Regions from separate parts of the Sus scrofa genome. Here regions 2 and 3 are each linked to region 1. The links are chromatin contacts, called in public Hi-C and HiChIP or PLAC-seq maps. All regions are on one chromosome and are shown on one strand. Each heading gives the region's core, a stretch centred on a gene start, on an enhancer-like site or on the middle of the called end of the contact. The rest is flanking DNA. Distances are from core to core; before and after follow the strand shown.

What was found. Hi-C and Micro-C count contacts between places; a contact is called where the count stands out from the background. HiChIP or PLAC-seq counts read pairs in DNA pulled down with a chosen protein or histone mark.
Region 2: a Hi-C map of liver shows a contact between it and region 1, with 9 times the contacts expected there. The contact joins the promoter of TBRG4 here to the promoter of PURB in region 1. A contact is called at or near these places in 2 of 47 Hi-C or Micro-C datasets (heart right ventricle and liver).
Region 3: an H3K27ac HiChIP or PLAC-seq map of skeletal muscle shows a contact between it and region 1, with 2.6 times the contacts expected there. The contact joins the promoter of OGDH here to the promoter of PURB in region 1. A contact is called at or near these places in 1 of 5 promoter capture datasets (fetal liver), 5 of 47 Hi-C or Micro-C datasets (blood, heart right ventricle, liver and 1 more) and 2 of 2 datasets of contacts at active chromatin or transcription factors (alveolar macrophages and skeletal muscle).

The regions. Positions count from the first base shown.
Region 1 is chr18:50,508,580-50,511,437 of Sscrofa11.1, reverse strand. It overlaps PURB (transcriptional activator protein Pur-beta), which reads right to left and starts at 1,428. Exons shown (of 1, transcript XM_013985807.2): 1 at 1-1,428. The coding sequence starts at 1,256. The coding sequence ends at 330. LOC106506854 (a long non-coding RNA gene) reads left to right here and starts at 1,606. Exons shown (of 5, transcript XR_002340473.1): 1 at 1,606-1,697; 2 at 2,209-2,343.
Region 2 is chr18:50,365,327-50,368,170 of Sscrofa11.1, reverse strand. TBRG4 (transforming growth factor beta regulator 4) reads right to left here and starts at 1,273. Exons shown (of 11, transcript NM_001123101.2): 1 at 1,174-1,273. It also overlaps a transcript of RAMP3 not described here.
Region 3 is chr18:50,683,550-50,686,296 of Sscrofa11.1, reverse strand. It overlaps OGDH (2-oxoglutarate dehydrogenase, mitochondrial), which reads left to right and starts at 1,307. Exons shown (of 23, transcript XM_021079062.1): 1 at 1,307-1,417.

The DNA of each region.
Region 1 (2,858 bases), core at 179-2,678:
CACCCAGGGTTCAGGAACCTCAGCTGGGAAGCAACAGAAGCTGAGACTGTTTTGCTCAGGTGAGGAGACGCTGTTGTTTTGTCTTCTCTCCTCTCTTTGCAGGTTGCTGTCAGTATCTTGGAACTTCACTGCTTTTCGCTAAGTGTCCGTGACGGTTCTCTTCTGGTTACTTCTCTTAATTAACTATATTACTTTAAATTTTGTTTTCTCCCTCTGGGGCCTCCCTCGCTCCCCCTCCTCTAGCTCACTGGGGGATGAACAGGAAGGGGAGCTCTCTAGCCAAGGGGACGGTGGTGGGGTGGAGAGGCCCGTAGGGAAAGCTGCGCGTTTCAGTCCTCATCCACCTCCTCTCCCTCCGACTCGTCTCCGCCGCGTCGCTCATAAAGCTTATCCCTCTGCCGCTCCTGGATCTCTTTCATCTCATCCGCATACCGGCAAAAGGCGCCCCCGAACTTGCCCCACGCCTTGAAGGGGACGGTGATGGCGTTGCGGTAGGAAGGCTTTACCTCGCTCACGCGCAGGAACACTCCGTACTTGTTGCAGCCCACGTCGAAGAAGAAACGCTTGGAGTCCACCGTGATGGAGGTGCCTTCCGGAAGCTCTCCGTAGAGGCCGCCCCCGGGGCCCCCGGCGCCGCCGCCCGGGCCCCCTGCCAGCTCGTCGTCCTCGCCGCCGTAGTCGTCGATGAGCTTGGCCAGCGCGTCGCGGAACTCGATGAGGCCCTGCGCGGGCAGCGCAATGGTCTGGCCGCTCTGCAGGCCGCCGGGCCCGGGGCCGCCGCCGCCGCGGTTGACCGTCTGGCGGATACGCAGGAAGCGGCCACGCTGGTTCTCCTTGAGGTCCAGGTAGTACTTGCGGTTCTCGCGCACCAGGAACTCGCTCTTGAGCGCGCGCCGCGGCCCACCGCCCTCCTCGGCGCCCGCCGCCGCTGCCACCTGCTCGGGGCTGCTGGGGCCCAGCTGCGCGTAGTGCTCGATGAAGTCGCCCAGGTAGTCGCGGAACTCGGCGGCCACCGCCATGGACAGGGTGAGGCGGCTCTTGGAGCCGCCCGCGCCCACCTCGGCGATCTTGAGGAAGCGACCCTTGGCGTTCTGCTTCACGTCCAGGTAGAAGCGTTTGTTCTGGATGTCCAGCCGCTTCGAGGCCAGCTCCTGCGTCTCCTGCTCGCCGCCGCCGCCGCGGGACGCGGGCTGGAAGCCGCCGGGCCCGCCGCCGCCGCCGCCGCCGCGCTCGCTGCCACTATCGCCGTCCGCCATCTTCTCGGCTTCCGCCGCCACCGCGCCCAGGCCGCCGCCCGCCGCCCGCCTCGCTCGCGCCCCCGCCCTCCGCCCTGCGGCTCGCTCTCCGGGGCCCCCCAGCCTCGCCCGCCGGCCTGCTCACGCGCTCCCGCTGCTCATCGCCGGCCGCCGCCGCCACCCCCCATCGCCCCCGCGCCCCGCCCCGCCACTTCCGGCGGGCCCGCTTCCGGCGCGCGCTTCCGTGACACCACCCCCGCCCCGCCCATTACGTCTTCGCTGCCGGAAGTGTCGAGCGCGGCGGCGGCGGGGCGCAGGGCAGTGACGTCACGGGGCCGCAGGCGCGGGGCGGAGGACCCGAGGGGTAGGCTGGGAAGGATCCCTGGGAAGCTTAAGGGTGTTGGAAATAGTGTGCGCTTGTTTGTGATGGTGGCTTCACAGATGTGCCAAAACCTTTGAAATGTACTCTTTGAATAAGTGCGGTTTATTCTAGGGAAATTATACCGAATACAGTTATTATTTGTAAACAGAGGAATTAAAGGAGAGAGGATGTTGAGGTCGTCTGCGTTAAGAACTACAACGGGGGAGTTCCCGTCGTGGCGCAGTGGTTAACGAATCCGACTAGGAACCATGAGGTTGCGGGTTCGGTCCCTGCCCTTGCTCAGTGGGGTTAACGATCCGGCGTTGCCATGAGCTGTAGTGTAGGTTGCAGACGCGGCTCGGATCCCGCGTTGCTGTGGCTGTGGTGTAGGCCGGCAGCTATAGCTCCGATTCAACCCCTAGCCTGGGAACCTCCATATGCCGTGGGAGCGGCCCAAGAAATAGCAAAAAGACAAAAAAAAAAAAAAAAAAAAAAAGAACTAAAACGAGTTTTATAGGATTGCTGGACAGTAATCTGTGAGTAATGTTTAGCATGATACCTGAGTTATAGTGATGCTCACTAAGTGTGGCCTCTTGCCTTTTTTTCCTATAGTGCCTGAAACATACATGATAATATCATCTTCACCATGACAACAACGTAAGAAAAAATGAAGGACTCAACTAAGCAGTGGTAGTGGGGCTGAAGCGCCTAGGAAGGAGTTAACTTTTATCAAATACCTATGTACAGGTACTGACAACCATTTTGCGCGGAAGAATTCGTGTGTCCATGTTCACGTTGTGTGGAGAAACCGGAATGGATTTAAAAATTGGTTCCCACTGTGGCCCATTGGGTTGAGACTCTGACTGCAGCCGCTTGGGTCCCTGCGGAGGCACGGGCTGGATCCCTGGCAGGGGCAGTGTGTTAAAGGATCCAGTGTGGCCTCAGCTACAGTGGCTGTGGCCAGCGATCAGTCTTTGCCCCTGAACTTCCACATGCCTCCACCCGCCTTAAAAAAAAAGTGCAAAGCATGTCTTTCCATGGGAGGAGGTGTGTGCTGAGAGTCACTCTACGTGGGTCTGAACCCCATTGTAGCTGTGAGGTCTTGCGCAGTTCAGTTCATCTCTAAGGTTCCGTTGCCTCGCTTGTTAAATGGGAGTAATTGTACCTGTCTTGTGGGGTTGCTCTAATGCACACAAAGCACATAACCTGCAACAAAGGAAGCACTTTCCAAGTACTTAATCACCCTTTTTCCTGTTTGGTAA
Region 2 (2,844 bases), core at 24-2,523, 140 kb after region 1:
CGGAGAGAGGCCAGGGATTGAACCTGCAACCTCATGGCTCCTAGTCTGATTCATTTCCCCTGTGCCACGACGGGAACTACTTTTTTTTTTTCTTTTGGAGACAGAATATTTTAAATTAGACTACTCCTGGAAAACCCTGGACATATAATCCATACATATCCCAGAACTCCTGAGGTGTAGAAATATTTTAATACTTACAGACATGTGAGTGAACCTCCCCAAACCAACTTACGGTATTACACCACTGACATACTAAACACACATACATCCCTTCTAAGAGCCAAATTCCCTAACCAACTATAAAAAGCACTTCTTAATATGGCCCAGAATTATATTCCCAGTTTTACCTCTTCTTCCTCCCTGGAACACACGCCCTCAGTCTAAACAGGCCTTGCACTTTCATTACACCTTGGTAGGGCAAGGCAGGGCAGGGCAGGGTAAGGCCTGTTGCCTCTCTCTTTTTTTTTAACCCCAACACAGGGCACAGGAAATCACTCTCCACCTTTCCACACCCAGACAAAACCTTACCTACCCCATGAATTTGTTACATATCCCGATGCCGCTGCTTTCAACAATTCTGTCCTGCTCACCAGTGTGATTAACTGACCTCGTAAGGCACCGCCCGGGAACGACAAAAGGTTAACCTGGGCCTCTCCGGTGCCAAAGCAGAGAGCGTGTGGGATCTTCGACCCAGTTCTGAGACATTTTATTTTTATAAGAGCTGATCATGGCAGCTGTAAAATGCTTTAACAAAGAGGCTCAGCGAGAAGGAACACTGGCCCAAGGGCAATATGCACCTCCCACGGAGCCCCAGCAGCGGGGAAGGACCGGAAGCGTTCCCTACTGAAGGCAGCCCAACGAGCTGGGTAAGTAACAAGTTGAGAAGCCCAACTGGATTTACGGAAACACCAACCCGGAACCTCGGCCCTCGGGCTTAGAACGACCCGCACGAAGGCCAGCGGGGTAGACGCCGAGGGCCAAAGCGTGGCTCGCAGGTGGGTACGCCGCACCTCGGGAGAGGGAGCGTGCGCACGAGCGCGCGCGGCTCAGAACAGGGCCCAGCCCCTGCCCCGCACCCCTAACCCCTCCATCCCAGCGCGCCCTCCCGGTCTCCTCTCCTGGCCACGCCCCCCTTGCCTTCAGGACCCCCTCCCCCCGGGCCCCGAGACCTACGGCGCCACCGCCGCCGCCGTCACGAGCGCCGCCGCTGACCTCCATGCGCCCGAGCACGGCCCTCGTTCCACACGGCGCGGCGCGCTCGCTTTCGTCACTCGGAGCGCCGCCGGAAGCGAGGCTCGCCGCCCGCCTCCGGGCCAGAAGTCGCTCCCGCTTCCGTTTCCCTGCCGCTGACTTCCGGTCGGGTGCCATCTTTGCTGAGGGCGCAAACTGGCTAATGGGAAGGGAAGTGACGGACCGTCGTGGAACGGTGTCGGGAGAATGGGCGGGGAAAGAGTAAAAGGCTCGGAAATAAAGGCTAGGAGGCTGGGGCGCCCGCCAGTCAGTCCCCAGCCCCCATTCGGAGTGCAGGAGGCGACCCTCAGTCGTCGGTTGTCCTCACCCCGCCTCCCCCGCCTCTCCTGCCTGCCCCGCGCGCCTCTCCCAGTTGATTGAGAAGCGCCGTCTGCAAACTGCCCAGGGGTGGGCTGGGCTCTGACCCGGTGGGCGGCCGCTCGGTATAGGTGTGCCGAAAGGTAGGCACGATTTGCTTAGATCTTGCAGTTTTTCCAGAAAAGAACCTAGGACTCTGGAATTTTAAGTGCAATGTACTGATTTTTGAGTATTGACTTTTAATTTTATAAAAGAATGAAAGTGCGGGGAAAGCCAAACAAGAGGTCTGTAAAGAGACTCAATTAATTTTTCTTCCTGCAGAAGTTTTTATTTCCTTGATATAAAGAATTGTCTTGTTGCGGTTTAAGATTCCACGTATTTATTGCAAATTCTCCCCAAGATCCGTCTCCAGTTGTCTAAGTCTCTCGAGATGTTCCAACACTTCACATACGTCATACATTTAATCTTAACTGAGGAAGTTTCTTCCTGAGCCTTCTGACCTCCAGGGCGTATTATCACCACTATGTTCTCAGGGCAGGTGTCATCCTGGGAGTCTCCCTTTACCACGTCCTAAGTGTTCCTTTTGCTTCTCTCTCATTTCCTAGGTCTTTTATCGTATTTCTTGGTTTATCCCCTTGTTTGGGTAGAGCACATTTTCCAGTACCTCTGTGAGAGAGGATGCCAAGGAGGTAAGTTTTAAAGGCCTTTTGCAGGTTTAGAATGTCTTTATTATATCCTCCTGCCTGATTGATAGTTTGCCTGCATATTTTATCACTTTTTTTTTAATTTTTATTTTTTGGCCTCTCTCACAGCATAGGAAAGTTCCTGGGCCAGGGATGGAACCTGAACCACAGTGGTGACCTGAGGCTCAGCAGGGACAATGCCGAGTCTTTAACTGCTAGGCCACAGGGACCCCCTGGCTGGGTATTTTAGAAGTCATTTCCTGATTTCGAAGGCTACTCTGTGAACCTCTAGCTCGTTAGTGTCTCACGTTTACGAGGCGTCCAGAAGTTGTATGTGAGGTGTTTGTTCCCCCTCCCTCCCTCCCTACATTTAGAACTGCCACAGTCATTGGATTTTTGCAAGGTAACCCTGCTCTTGCAGAGGGCTGAGGCAGTCCATTCCAGATGCCCTCTGTTATCTTCTTTGGAGAGAAGTTTCTGGCCTTTTTTGGGGAGGGGATAGAGAGAGGTAGTTATTCAGGTTGTGGATTGGGGGAGAGGATCTGACTTTTAAAGACATCTTCAAAATAAGTTCCTGTGCATTGAGGGTGGGACTGTGCTGCCATCAGAGGCG
Region 3 (2,747 bases), core at 58-2,557, 170 kb before region 1:
TGTATTGCTAGGCTGGCAGCTACAGCTCTGATTCAACTCCTAGCTGGAGAATTCCATATGATGCATTGCAGCCATTAAAAAAAAAAAAAAAAAGGAAGGAATAAAAAGTAGAGTTAAAGATATGTTATCATGATATGAAGCTTTCTTCTTGCTGTAATGAAAACTGAAGAAATCTTGAATAAGGACTGAAGTAAGGGCTTCCTCAGTATGTGATTGAATACAGCCTACCATGCTTCATCAGTTCTGAGTTGCTTTTTCTCGTTGTGAACTACAGTTGCCTCTGACTGTGAACTGGAGATTGGCACTTGCCATCTGCCTCTGCAGAGCTTGACTCATGAGCCACTGCAGCTGCTGACCCTCCACAGCCCCTTCGAGGAGCTCAGGGGGGAGCTCAGGAATGAGGCACTTTGTGCTCTGGAAAAACTGGCAGAACAGGTCTTCAGATGGTTAGATACTTTCAGAAAAAGATTTTATGAGCCCGGTTCGTGCATCTCCTCATAGCTAGAAAAGCACTGAAATCCTTCATGGTGACGTCTGCTCCTCCTGTCGAGCAGTAACCCTCAGACTTCTGTAAAACGTGTGCTGGGTAGCATGTACCTCCCTCCTCACCAAAACCACATGTATGCTGACATTTCCCTCCCTCCTTGCAGCGGTATCTCAGAGCTAACTGCAACAGCTGCCTCCCCAGTTGTAGCCCTCATTTCGTCCGCAATAAAACTTAACACTCAACCTTCAGGTTGTGCGTATTTTTCAGGTCAACTTTAAGATGGAGCTATCCTAACCCTTTTTTTTTTCTCTCTTTCTTATCAGGTCGGTATCACACTTGTGAGCAGGTGGCAAAGTAATATAACCTCTTAAAGCAGACGACCGCTTTTAGTCCATGAAATGATACACCCGTCCATGCACCAAGTGAAGACCCAGGAGTCCCACTTGGGAAACCCTTAGGTCAGCGCTGGGCCCCCCTGATTCTCACTCCGCCCGGCCGCTGCCCCGCAGCGCTCAGTCATGCAGTGCTGACCAAGGTTCCTCTCAGTCTGACAATACAGGCCAGGTCAGCTTAGCTCTGATCAGAGGACGCCTAAAAGCCCACTGCAGGAGGCATTACTAGGCAACGCGAAGACCCTCTTTTTCAAAAGACCCGGCATTCAGGCCGGTGGGGACCAATCCAGGCACCGCTTAGCTGTGGCCCCGGACGCACAGCCAGGCCCAGCGAGGTGCCCGAACCGAGCACAAGAGCGCCGCGGGCGCAACTCTGTGACGTCAAGCCCCGGCCCGCCCTGCTCACTGGGCAGAGGCGGCCCCTTTCTTCCCAGGGCGGGGCGGCGTGCTGACGCCACACGCCGGGGCGTGGCCGAGAGTTTAGTACCCCGGAGTGGGGTGTCGGCGCCTCATTCGGGTGGAGCTGAGCCGAAGACAGGTAGGCGCGCGCTGCCGCCGGGCCTCGCTGGGTTTGGGAGGTTCCGTGCTGGTGGGGCAGGAGGCGGGGGTCACGGCTGAGGACAAGGCCGCTGCGCTCTCGTTGTCGCTGGCTCCCTGATGACAGGGAGTGAAGCTGGCTGGAGCAGGGCGTACTGGGGGAGGTGGGTGGGACGGGGCCTGACGGACGGGCGTGGCAGCCAATGGTGCGCTGGGCGCCTGCAGGCGGGCGGAGATTGGCGGGTGCGGGCGTGCGCGGAAGTTGCGCGGGGCGCGGAGCGGCGCCCCATTGGTGGAGGCGGAGGCGGGGGTGGGCCGCGCGGCGGATGTGAGAGAACGGGCGCCGCTGCCGGGGTGACCCCCAAGGTCGAGGAGGCGTCACGTGGGAGTCACCCGGCAGTGTCCTCTGCCCGCCTGGACGGATGGAAGGGTGGCGCGCCCTTGAAGAAGCGGCTGCGAATTGTGGGCAGTACGCCTTTCCCACAGCGTGGACGGCACGGGTCGGCTTCTGATCGGACTGTCCCTACGCTCCTGGGGTGAACCCTTGAGGGACGGATTACCCCGCAGGCCCCCCACTCTCCCCTGTAAGCCTCCCTGTATTCTTTGGGGTGACGCCGTACTCAGTAGCCTACAATACTCAGCACCCCTTCTTACTCTCCTCCCTGCACTCCTGGGGTGAGGTCTTAAGTGGATCACCCTGCAGTATCCGCAGTATTCAATACTCCACCGTACCCATCCTCTCTGCTCACTCTTGGGGTGGACCCTTGAGTGATTACCCGCAGCACCCACTGTATTCGTCACCTCCACGGTACTCAGTAAGTACCGCACTGTTGAGCACCACACCACACCTTCTTTCTCTGTGCTCCTCAGGTTGATGCCCTGGATGAGTGGATTGTTCTGCAACACACTGCTGTACTCGGTATCCCTCCTTACTCATGTTTGTACCAGACCTCCCTGTGAGCTCTTTAGGGTGGTACCCTTGAGTAGACTACCCTGCAGTACCCTACCGTACTCAGTACCCCCACCATACTCCTCCTTCCAGGTGTTTGATAGCTCATGTTGCAATGAAGGATATCTCTTGGAGGAACATACTAATCCGTGCACCCTTCCCCTTTGGCAAAGCTCCCTGACCTCAGTGCAGATTGTGTACTGAGACAGTAGAAAAGACTGCGTAGATAAGAACCTGCTATCTCTGCCCTTTGCCCAGAACAGGGGAGCGGTGACTCAGGCCCAAGGAATGAACAATGTCTTGGGGTTTCTTGTGCCTTGTTTTGCAGTCCTGTACTTTGAAGCGAGGGCCAGAGACCCACTTCCAGGTATAGTGCTCTGAG